Regions from separate parts of the Anser cygnoides genome. Here region 1 is linked to region 2. Evidence: chromatin contacts called from public Hi-C data. All regions are on one chromosome and are shown on one strand. The core of a region is the stretch at or near the end of the contact, and the rest is flanking DNA. Distances in the headings are between cores, read along the strand shown.

The links. A called contact is a pair of places that touch in the nucleus more often than the background predicts.
Region 1: a Hi-C map of liver shows a contact between it and region 2, with 14 times the contacts expected there. The contact joins the enhancer-like site here to the promoter of VAV2 in region 2. A contact is called at or near these places in 2 of 7 Hi-C or Micro-C datasets (both in liver).

What each region holds. Positions count from the first base shown.
Region 1 is chr20:4,436,855-4,440,040 of Taihu_goose_T2T_genome, reverse strand. It overlaps CACFD1 (calcium channel flower domain containing 1), which reads left to right. Exons shown (of 5, transcript XM_066980695.1): 2 at 3,098-3,170. Among named protein-coding and RNA genes, the nearest start is that of CACFD1, 3.8 kb to the left of the region's middle. Within about 2 kb of position 1,475, at least 1 of the 3 cell types and tissues checked has open chromatin away from gene starts, as enhancers often do. A contact at or near this core is called in liver, where this site is marked.
Region 2 is chr20:4,166,593-4,169,862 of Taihu_goose_T2T_genome, reverse strand. It overlaps VAV2 (vav guanine nucleotide exchange factor 2), which reads right to left and starts at 1,269. Exons shown (of 27, transcript XM_066981004.1): 1 at 597-1,269. The coding sequence starts at 800.

The sequences.
Region 1 (3,186 bases), core at 226-2,725, 270 kb before region 2:
GGGTCACAGGCTCCTGGTAGGAGCAGGGACCCGGGAGGTCATGGAAGGAGGCAATCCTCCATGCTGGTGACAGGCCTCCTCAAAACGCTCCTTGTTCAGCATCGCCTTGTTGAAGGTGGCCTGTTAGGACAAGGGCTGACTGATAACTAGGCAAGGTTGGAGTGTGCCTCTAATTTCAGAGCTCGCTACGAAGGAACAGAACTCATTTATACGGATTTTGGACGTCTGGGTTGTGGCTGCTACAGGCCTAGGTTATTTTATGCAGGAGGAAGAATTTCCTGTAGGATGGATGGGAAACTTTGTCAGTGGAGGTGAGGCTGGGAGGTGACACCTACCACGTGCCAACACCTGTAACCAGCAAGATCAAGCCAGAAAGGGCTGGGAGGTGGAGCACAAGCGAGACAAACAAGGCTCAGGGTCTGTTTCTGGCTCCTGCACAGCCTGGCTTGGTGACCTCGGTCGAGTCCCCTCTCCCCCTTGTGTTCCCATTTGTAAAAGGACGATGGGAGTCTGTGGCTTTTGTAAAATGCTCTAGGAGCAAAAATAGGGTTGCATTGAGGACAGTGACCAGCTGCTTGGAATGAATAGAGGCTTTGTGGGGGGTGGTGTGTTTTTTTTTTTTTTTTACTTCCTCGTTTTAGCTCCCAGTTATTTGTGCTTCCCCAGGGCCTCAGGACGGGACAGCAGTTAAACAAATGGCAGGACTGTCTTCCATAGCTTACGTGCCATCGAGCATTATCTGAATTTGAAGCCTCTTGTGAGGCTTTGTTGTGCAAAAAGAAGCCTCTGGGTTGGCTCCGCGTCCCTTTTGGCTACAGAGGCAGGAGCCGATCCTGCCCCAGCGGGACCAGGATGTGCCAGGCTGCCGCAGGATGCATTGCACTGCAAAGGAGACTGAAGGTCACCGAATCGTTATCTCTGTGGCTGTTGGCAACCACCACTGAGTGCAGTGCTCCTGCGATTATAAACCTTTGACTCCTTTCCTGCTGGTTGGTGCTCGTGCTGACGTAGGGACTCGCTCAGCTCAGGCCTGCTGGGTCATTAGTCCATTGGCAACCAGGGCGATCGCTTCGCTGAGGCTCCTGTGAGGACATTCAGTGGTCAAGGGTTGTTTTGGGATGAAAACAAAACTTGAAGAACTGAACCAAAGCCCTGACAAAGCGAAACCCTGATTGACTAGGGTAAAAAGAAATAAAAAAATAGTAGGGCCAAAGTCCTGCTTGGAAAATAACATTCTGCCTCCCTAGGTTTGCTCTGTGGTTGAGGCTGATTTTGTAGCTCTGAACCTCTTGCACTGCTCTGCTCCACTGTGCTGTTAACCAGGGCAGGGCTCTGCCCTTGCCCTTTCAGTGGTAGTCAAGGTGCTGCTGGGTTTTGCTGTTCTGCTAATAATAAAATGCTTGAAAGTCATTTAAGGTTATTTTCAGAAGTGTGTTTTTCTGTGAAGAAAAAGTGTTAGAAGTCCATGGTGCGGACTTGTGTCACAAGTGTCACAAGTCCCCTGAGCTCCTCTTCCGAGAGCATCCAAGGGTTTTTTGGTCACAGAGTTAGAAACGTCCCTGCCTGCTGCTCCTTACAATCCTGCTTGCTGGTGCTTTGCCAGCTCTCCGTCTGTTTGCGTGTGTGCATCATCCCACCCCGGTGCCTCAGTTTCCCCCTGCAGTGCAGGGACACTGACACTGATCCCTTTGTGATGGGAGGATGAGAAGTGCCCTTGGAGCGCGGCTGGTAGCATGTCCTGTGGCATTTCTGCTCTGTAGGGATCTTGTTCTAGCAGGAATCTCCAGGAGATTTTGGGTCCTAGGGGACAGTCCTAGGAAGCCTCTAAAAATAAACCTGTTTGGTTGTTTTCTAAAATCAGGGGGCCACTTGCTTGTGGGGTGACCTTAGCCTGGTCCTATCATAGGCCTGCAGCTCTGTTTCCCAGTCTGGTAAATAAGGGTAAATATTCTTGAGGAAACCTTGAGGATTCAGCAGTGGATGCCTGAAGGAAACCTTGCAAACTCGTGCCAAGCTTTTGAAGGTCAGGACTGCTCACAGCAGCCCTGCTCAGGGATTCCCTTAGCAAAACATGAGCAGACTTCAGAAATACCTGGATCCAGGCTGATTCTCACATTCACACCGCTCTCTTCATTATTCAGCTGCACATCCCAGGCCAGCCTTTAAGGGCTGTATAATTTCAGATGCGGTTCTGCACTGTGTTGTTGTTTACTGGGGATGCAGCCCCTGCCTCGCCGCCCTCCCTCCCGTGGGCTCGGGTTCCCAGGTGAGCAGCAGCAGCCTCTCGGTGTCAGCGGGGGAAAGGGGCCGTATCGAGTGCAGGGAGCTCTTTGCAAGTTTAATGAGGCAGGAGGTGGGTGCCTGCAGCCTGGCTGCTGGCTGCTTCCTCTCCTGGCATTACGAATTCAGGAGAGCAGGAGCTATTCTGGGCCTTGCTTTAACCAGCAGCCACTTCCATTTGTATTAGCAGAGACCCAAAACTGGCTCTTTTCTGCCAATCTTTAGCAGAGTTGCACAGAACTAGCAGTGTGTGACCAAGACCGGGTTCACCTCTCCTTTATTTTCAGCCTGAAAGGGCTGCAAGTAATTTTTTTGCTGAACTTTTCCCCGTGCTGCTCTGAGATGGGTGCCGGCAGGGTCGTCTTTGTTCAGTCCTGGGGCAAACCAGTGGTTCCTTTGCAAATAAAACCCGGGGTGCCACGTATGTGACCGCACATAAAAGCAAACACTGTTCTGAGCAGGCGTCACACTGAGGCACCAAGCATTCAGAGCAGAAGGATACCTGGATGCTGGGCCAGGTAGGATGGGAACAAACCCTCCACCTGCATCCTGCTCTCCTCGGGCCATCAGCCCTTCTGTGCTGGTCTGTGCACGCTGCTCTGCAGTGCCCGGAGGTGCCAGCCAAGGCAAGGACCCTTCTGGGCAGCTCCAGCGCTGTCTGTCCGGACAGATGAGCCCAAAGCACAGGAGGGCACAACCCTGCTGGTGTGGCTGCAGGGCAGGCTGGAGCTGGGAGAAGCCAGCCCTGCTGGCCAGCCTCCGACCCCGCTGTCCTGTGGGTCTTTGTGGTCACCGAAAGCCTCTTCTTGCCTTCCAGCCTGTGCCTTTGCTGGTCTGTGGAACTGCGTCACCATCAACCCCCTGAACATAGCAGCTGGCGTGTGGATGATGTGAGTGGAGTTTCTG
Region 2 (3,270 bases), core at 20-2,519:
AGAGCACCTGGGGAGCGTTTTCCTCTTGTTTTTCATCTCCCTGGGCAAACTTTTGCCCTTCGGGCCAGCACCCTGCCAGGACAGCGCTCAGAGCACCGCTCCTGCAGCGCATCAAAGCCAAACTTAAGCCTCGAGAAAAGCTTGGCAGTAACCGCGCCGGCCTCATCTCGGCCGTGCTGGCTGCTTTTGTTTCGAGAGGGCTATAAACGTGGGGGTGTTATAAATTACTTATACATCACAGGGAAGGGGGGGGGGTGGGGGGGACGCTGCCTTCTTCCCCGGGGCGGTTTCTGCCCCCCCAGCCCCCTCTGTACAGCCACTGATGGCTTCCCAGCGCTGAGCCCCGGTGCTGGGGCTGAGCCTCGGGGTGGGGGGGGGGGGATACGGGGCTGGGAGCTAAAACACAGGGGTAGGGGGCGAAGGGCAGCCGGGGGGGGGGGCTGGAAAAAAAGCTCTCCCCCCCACACCCACCTACCCACTCCCGCACTCACTCGTACCACGAAGTTTTGCAAGAACACAAAGAGCCCTACGCGCACGCCGCCACCGCCACCCCCCCCCCCAAAAAAAATAAAAATAAAGAAAAATAATAATAATACCTGGGACATCTGGGGCCTGAAGTTGATGTCCTTGAGGTCGATGGAGCCGGGGGAGAGGTTGTGCAGCAGCTGGCACAGCAGCACCCCGTCCCGCAGCGCCTGCGCCAGGTCGAAGACCACCGCCGAGGGCCAGACCACCCGGTGGTTGGGGGGCAAAACTTTGCAGTCGATGAGCCAGCGGCCGCACTGCCGCCACTCCTCCATGGCCGCGGCCTTCCTCCTCCTCCTCCTCCTCCTCCTCCTCCTCCTCCTCCCTGCTCAGGGGCAGCGGGCGGCTGCCCGAGGGGCTGCTCCGCACCGCGCCGCCGCGCTACCGCCCCGCTCCATCGCCGCCCGCCGCCCGGGGAAGCATCGGCGGGGAGGAGGAGGAGGAGGAGGAGGAAGGGGAGGCGGGGGACGGCGCCGAGTTTTCCGGCGGAGGGCTGCCCCTGCCCCCGCTGCGGCCCCACCGCCGGGGCTAGGCGCGCCGCATCGGCCCGGGAACAAAGGGGCCGCCCCCGCGCAACTTCGTGTGTCCCCCCCCCGGCCCGGGGAAACTTGGTCCTGCTGCTGCTTTTGCTCCTGCTCCTCCTGAAGCTGCTGCTCCCGCTCCCGGTGCTGCTCCTGCTTTTGCTGCCGCTCCTGCCCCGGCCCCACCTGCGCTGCCGCTGGGGCCGCCCCCGCTGCCGCCGCGGGTGGGAATTTGCTGCCCCCCCCCCCCCCCCCCGGGCCGAAGCCCCCGCCCCGCCGGGAGGAGCTCCCGGCCCGCCCCCGCCGCCCCTTTGTCTGCGGGAGCGCTGCACGCCTCCTTTCCTTTTTTTTTTTTTTTTTTTATTTTCCCTTTTTGCACCCCCCCTCCCCGCTCCCTCCTCCCGGAGCTCCCCGCTCCCCGTCCTGCAGCGGCCCCCCCCCCCCCCAGCCGCCCCGCTGCTCCGCTCCCCCCGGCCCCCGTTCGCATTTGGGGTCCCCAAGACCCCCCCCCAGCACCCCCCGAGCAGCCGCTGCTTTGTCTGGCCGCGCGCTCCCCCTCCCCGGCTCGTGTTTGGGCTGCAAATACTGCAGGGGAGATGTTTAACCCAAACAAGCGGTCGCGTTCCTTGACTTTCAAACACGAAGACAACTCCTATAATTAATTACCAGCGTATTTATTGCAAACCTCAACGCTCGGCCATTAACTCCTTGGCAGCAAACTCCTGAAAATCTCTAATTTTCACTCGGTGGCTCCCATCCAAATCAGCGCACTTCAGAGCAGCCCCTTTTCAAATCTGGTCTGAGTTTTCTTCGGAGATCCTCTCCCAAGAGTTTGTCGATTAATTTTCGTCCTGGCTTTCCAGATAGCCAAAACCGGAAGCCGAGGCTGGGACGAAGGGAAGCTATTAACCTGGATGTCAAACAAATGCAACGCTAATCTCTTCCAAATGTAGCCAAGCGGAGATAAAGAAGAAAGAGCAACTCTGCTGGCATGACCCTTCACTTCCAGCATGGGAAGGAAGATTCCCTCTGAAGAATGAAAAACAATTGTTTGATATTCCAAGGACAGTTTGGCGAAGCTTTTTTATTTATTTATTTTTTTTAATATCACGGGAAGTGCTTCTTTTAGCCTGACGTGCTGGCGCTCGGTCTGCCCCTGGTCTGGCTGTGTGCGGTGCCTGGTACGCCTCTGGCAGGGCAGGATGAGTGCGCGTATAATCGGACCAGGAGCAGCATGCATATGCCCCGGCCTCGCAATCAGAGCTACGCCCTGCCCCGGGTATACTCGGGAGCATGCTGATCTCAGCCTGCAGTTCCCCGTACCCTGCGGAGGAGATTTCTCACCATAACTTTCTCATTCCTGAAGTTCACCGTTCAGCCTCTCTGCCTGGCCTCCCGCTAGGGCTCCAGCAGCACCCACCGGGCAGGAATCACGAGGCCATTGAAAGGCGTGGAGCCCTGCCAGGGATAATTTTGGTTCACTGGATGCTGGTCTGCCCTGTGAGATCAGGTCTGTAGGTAGAGGGCTACAGAGGAGTTTATTATATGCGGATAATTAAAGCTGCTTGCTGTGGCCTGGCTTTTTTTACTGCATAGTAAAACCCCTACTTGGCCCCTGGACACTTACGACCGATCGCTGCAGCTGCAAAGCCAGCAGCTGCGTGGGAGGTGTTGAAGCAAGGACGCTGCTCACCCACCTCTGCAGCAGTAAAAACAGCTGATAGCAGGGATTTTTGATAGTCGGGGAACCAAGTGGAAGGCAAGGCTCGGCGAAGAGCGTGCAGCCAGCACGCACTCTTGTGGGCTGCGCGCTGCAGATCATGCAAACGTCCTGAACCGGGGGAGCACGGGACAAGCAGAGAGGATCTAGGCACTGCTTCCAGCGTGAACCTAAAGCCGAAAGGGGGATTGTATAAACTAGAGGAGCACGGGGTGGGTTTTGTGCTAGAGCTGGTGCTCCCCTCTCCTGCCCCTTGGCACTGCTGGGAATGACAGCCAGGGAATGAGAGACAGCCAGGGAATGAGAAACGGCCTGGGAATGAGAGACAGCCAAGGACAGCCAAGGGAATGAGAGACAGCAGGGAGGGAAGCGACGACGGACAGCCAGGGAACGACAGACAGCCAGGGAACGACGGACAGCCAGGGAACGACAGCCTGGGGCAGCGGCGGAGCAGCTCGCAGAGGCTGCCACCACTCTCTGGTGGGCACCGAGCGCGCTGCTCCC